Linked DNA regions of Zea mays: region 1 is linked to region 2. A link is a contact called in public Hi-C data. All regions are on one chromosome and are shown on one strand. Each heading gives the region's core, a stretch centred on a gene start, on an enhancer-like site or on the middle of the called end of the contact. The rest is flanking DNA. Distances are from core to core; before and after follow the strand shown. Region 1 holds the start of LOC109942247 (plant intracellular Ras-group-related LRR protein 5-like). Region 2 holds the start of LOC100277494.

The links. A called contact is a pair of places that touch in the nucleus more often than the background predicts.
Region 1: a contact with region 2 is called in a Hi-C map of leaf, with 5 times the contacts expected there. The contact joins the promoter of LOC109942247 here to the promoter of LOC100277494 in region 2. A contact is called at or near these places in 2 of 25 Hi-C or Micro-C datasets (leaf and tassel).

What each region holds. Positions count from the first base shown.
Region 1 is chr9:118,403,453-118,406,152 of Zm-B73-REFERENCE-NAM-5.0, forward strand. LOC109942247 (plant intracellular Ras-group-related LRR protein 5-like) reads right to left here and starts at 1,423. Exons shown (of 3, transcript NM_001351093.1): 1 at 805-1,423. The coding sequence starts at 1,351.
Region 2 is chr9:118,037,203-118,039,902 of Zm-B73-REFERENCE-NAM-5.0, forward strand. LOC100277494 reads right to left here and starts at 1,433. Exons shown (of 3, transcript NM_001374008.1): 1 at 1,018-1,433; 2 at 794-880. The coding sequence starts at 1,425.

The DNA of each region.
Region 1 (2,700 bases), core at 173-2,672, 370 kb after region 2:
TTACATGTAATTGATATGTGTGCGACAGTGCGAGTCATTTATGTCCAGAAAACTTGGATTGCAGAATGCATATAGCTAATACACTTCACACTTACACACAGAATTATCACAATCGTAGGGTCTGTGCTAATGAATAAACGATTCATCCAGTTGAAACCAATCAAATAAGCAAATAATATATTTGGGGGGGGGGGGGGGGGGGGGGGGGGCATTCAGAAATTTGTGCTTGCCTGTAAAATCAAATTAGCTATTTGATTCTGGTGCAATGTTCCATAACGGAACAGTCCACAGTTAACACACAGAAACATCACAAAGCGCACAGCCCATCATCGTGTCCAATTACCAGCACTAGTAAAGTACAGGTACTGATAAGAAATGCGGCCATTACTATAGCTGAGGTACCATTATGATGGCATCCTATGAAAAAGTCAATCATAAACAAATTATCATGGGGCGAAACAATATGTTACTATAGTTGTAGAAAAAAAAACCTTACATTGATTCAACTAACAAGTCCTAGTAAAGTATTCCTTAAAAAAATAGTCAGTGTAATGGAACTACGGACTGAAGATATGGTAAGAGGAAATAAATCTGGGTGACAAGAAAAATTGACAACACAAAACAAGGACAAGTCAACATAAACCACACCAATCAAACGATCAACTTGGTTTGTAACAGCTAATCAACTCAGGTTTGGACAACGAAATCGAACGGAATAGCGTAGCGCCTGCGGAGCGAAAGCTCACCTAAATTTGCAGGGGAAATACAGATACCGAGAGACCGATTAGGAAGGAGTAGTAGTACCTGCCGAAGCAGCACGACGCAGCGACGAGACGGACTTGGGTTCCAGTCCCAAGCCGCCCTTGCTCCCGCGACCAATCTCGGCTGGCGCGGCGTCCAGCTCCGTGTTCCGGGTGGCGTCGACCTCGACGACCTCGTCGTGGTCCACCGCGGCACCACCCGTGCCGCTCCTGGCCCCGGCACCACCGCCGGGGGACAGAAGACGCGACGCCCGCTGGATGAGGTCGTCGAAGAGCCTGAACCGCCTCTCGAGCTCGAGGACGTGCGCGGCCTCCTTGCGCTGCTGCAGCGCGCGGAGGCGCACGGAGCTGCGCCGGGCCTCCCACAGCACGTCGAGGAGCTCGGGCGGCGCGCCCCCGCGCGCCAGCGCCTCCTCCCTGTCGATCTCGGCGAGGCGCGCCTCCTCCTCCGCGGCCGCCGACGCCAGCACCGCCGCCGCCGCCTCCACCTCCTCCACGGCCGGGCGCGGCGGCAGCTCCCGGTACAGCCGCGTGAGCTCCTCCACGGCGCCCGCCGTGGCCGGGGACGTCGTCGGCCCGGCCGCGGCCATCTCCGTGCCGTACCCGCGCAAGCTCCGCGGAGGATGTCGTCGCGACTCGCGAGAGCGTAGGTAGATGGAGATGGAGATGGAGAGCGAAAGAGTGGAGCGGCCGCCGGCTGGTAATGATGGTTCGGCGTAGACGGGTGGGCCGTGGGCGTGTATAAAGAAGGTGCGGAACAGGAGGGCGTAATTGTGACTGTGAATCCAAATGTCTGGAGTGGAGACGGGACGGGGTCGGGATTAGAATGGATGCGAGGGAGCTCAACGCGAAAGAAAGAGGGAAGTGGCGGCTCCAGCCGGCGGGATGCCAGCGCTTAGCTGGCAGAGGACCGGGCGTGTCCAGTAGGATCTGGAACGAGGTGACTCAGCCCCCAGGGGCAACTGCCATTTGTGTGACCCTTCTGCCTTTATTAGTCCTGTCACAAAGATTTGACAATTATCGCCACTTCATATATAATTATAGCTGGATTTAGAGCCGAACGTCTTCTGCTCGCCAGACCTGCTCTGCTGCGTGTTTTTTTTATTTGCTGCACTTGTTTAAATTTGATTTGAGGGGGGACCCAGAGCATCGCGTGATGAGCGACAGGTAATGCCTGCTAACACTGCGACTAGATTATTGTTTCGTTCGCTTCGGTCCACTCGATGACAGTACAGCAAGAATTTTTCAACGGACAGAATGGGAGGCCGCCGCCGCCCCGGTTTTGGACGTACGTACCCAGGCTGCCCATTCCTGGCGACCTCGTGCGTACCGGACGGCCGATGGTAGTATATGAGCCTGTCCGAGAGCGCTCCGGCTCCAGAAAACCAGATTACCAAGTACTCCAGCTCAACCGTGGATCTAAAATTTACAACATCATTTATTAAATGATGTCTATTAAGCGATATATAAATACTAATTAAAAAAACAAAAGAGATAGAGATGCGAAGAGCTCGTATCTACACCCGTGCGTATGGAAGAACCTGCCGATGGCCCTATCCGAGGACGAGAAAAGACGCAACTCCCTCCGACTTCGTCGATCGAGATGGGCGCCAATGCTGGCCGTTGCATTGGACGGTCGATAGAAACAAAAGCAAACCGAGCTCTCCCATGCATGTTTTCCTTCGTCAACGGCCGGCTGCCTAGACACGCTTTTACCGGATCCAATGCGCCGTTGTTTGCTCTCTCAGCTAAACTAGAGCCTCTTTGCTTCGGTCCAGCCCGCATGCCGTCTACTGGATGGGCGACGAGCTGGTTGAGGAGTCCTTGTTTCATTTTGGTAGTTGGGTACCGAATTAGTTAGACTTTACTTCAAAAAATTAGGTGGACTAATACGAGCTTAGACGGAGACACACATACGCACGCTAGCTAGCACGAACTC
Region 2 (2,700 bases), core at 183-2,682:
CAAGGCATACATGGGACACCGATGTTGCATATAAAGTAGAAACACTGCCATAAGGTAAAAACTATTTGATGGCAATCTGTAAACTTTAGGGAAAACTGTGGAGGTGTCTAGTAGCAACCAAATATTTGTTTTACCATTTAAAAGGTTTAAATGGTGTGATAATTTACCATAACAGCATGTAAGTTGAAAGTGTCTAACAGGACATCAATTTGAGACCCCAACAGCTAAACAAGGCAAATAAGACTGCATTGAGGTAAGGCAACACAATATTTTAAGGCTTTTAAACATGCTGCTCAGCGTTCAATAGACAGTTCTTGCAACGTGCAACCTACTGTATTGACATGATGATCAACAAATGGCTGTTATCCTTTGCAACTTTAGCAACAAATTTTCAATTCATAATATACAGAGCAATCGTTCATAATATGATATTCACAAAAAAACCTTCATTTTCTATCCCCTTGACTTAGGCCCTGTTTGTTTACCCTCTAGATTATATAATCTAGCTTAAATAAGTTAAGAGGTAAACAAACAACACAGTTTATTAGGTGGATTATGTAATCTAGACAGCTAGATTATAATAATTCATAACCAGGTTAATAGGTGCTTATATAATCCATAAGTTGTATTATATAATCATGGAAGAAACAAACAGGGCCTTAATGAATAATGCACACATTAAGCTTGTTCAGTTAGCCACAAGTCCACAACTACTGTTACGTTTGACGATAATGCAGTATTAACTCCATATAAATATCACGAGCAAGGAGTGCGAGGCTAGGCGCGACATTACCTGGTCACAATAGCGTTCATGAGGGGTTCTACTAAATGGGTGCTTTGCACAAGCAGACCTCGGATGTGGGTAATCTCTGCACGCAATCTGCAATACCACATTAGAAAGATCGAAATTAAAGATTGACGGTTCGCCTTTGAACGCCACATCAGGAAAGATTGCACATTTCAGATTGACAGCTAGGCATTTCATCCCCTGGAGTATTGTCGCAATCGCAAGCGTACCTTTCCTCGCTCCGCAACGACCGCGATTTCGTCACTGGCGGCGGCGGGGGCCACCTCGATGTTGGAGGCGAGAGGGTCTCCGGCGAGGATCTGACAGTCCTCGTCGAGGCGCCGCTTCTCCCGCGGTGTCCACATCTCGATCTCGTCGTCAAGGACGAGCGGCCACAGCGCGGGCCTCTTCCGCGCTTTCGTCGTCGAGCGGCGGCCACCCGTGGAGGCATCAGGTGACGACGGGATTTCGATCACAATCAGCGGTGACGCCGCCGCGGGGCTTTTCGTGGCCGTAATCGCTGCCCCGGTGGACGCCGACTTCTTGGCCATGGCGGCTGTAGCCCCCGGGTCCAAGGGCGCAGGCGCGGGAGCGGGAGCGGGCACAGTCACTGGAGTCGACCGCTTGACATTAGCCATTGGGAGGGAGGGCTCGGAGTATCGAGCCGAAACCCTACACGGCTGGGGAGTGTTGCGATCGAACGGGGGGGACGTTGGGTTCGTAGGGTGAGTACTGAAGACGAGGAAAATGGAGGGCTTTTCGACTTTCGATTCGAAATGCGGATCATAACCACTGCCCACCGGTGGTTTCTGACACGTGGACCCATGTTGTCATTGGACCTTTCCGAAGAGGTGCGTGAATGTTGGGAAGACCCATGTTGTCATTGGCCCTTCCCGAAGAGGTGCGTGAATGTCGGAAAGCCTTTCTATTAAAAGGTCGCATCCGATGCACATTAAATTTATTGCGTTCACATATTAAATCATCATTATTTATCTTAGTTCTAACGTCTTTAATTGATTATTATAATTTACAAATAACATCTTTCACCACTATACATCACCACGTCAAAGAGTATCCTTAGCAAAATATACCAAGCAACTAGAGACATGATGAGTGGTGATAATTTAATATGTGCATCACGTGCACTAAACTTTCATGTGTACCAGATATGTTCTCTTCTATTAAACATATATACGGAACTACAAACATTACTATAATATACAAAATTTGTGTGACAAACATTATCAAGATCGTAAAACAACTCCATGTATTATTATTGTTGGACTCGGGCGATTCGTGACTGCGTCTCCCGCTCGAGGTTGGCCTCGAGCGAGTCGTATCTTGATATGGTTGGGAGCGTGTTTTCTTATGATCTTTCTTAGCCTCAAGCGTCTAGACACTCAAGATACATTTAAAAATATTCATATTAAGCAATAAGTAAATAAAAAGATACACATTACAATATTATCTTAAATTTTTCCTCTAATATGCTTAGATGAAATCGAGCTATGGGCATGTTGTGTTTGCCAATGTTTTGACACTTCATTGCTGGACTACTAAGTGAGAGCACCTAGAGGGGATGAATAGTGATTCTGTAAAATAAGCTCAACAAAACAAACTTGGACTAATATTGGATTAGTGAAAGTAAGAGCCAAGTCCGAATGAAGAGGATAAGAGGAGTGAACTTCACTTAATTGCTCTCACAAGGTGAGTATTAAACTTAGAGCAATTATAAAGTGAAGTGGACTATAAGAAAGAGTAGAATCGCTATAAGGTATAAAGACAAGTGACACGACGATTTTATCCTGTGGTTCGATCAAACGTAAAATGCCTGCCTAATCCATGTTGTGGTGTCTGTGGGGGACAGATATCCCTCGGGTCCACTAGAAGATTAGAAGACCTCGCGAAAGGCT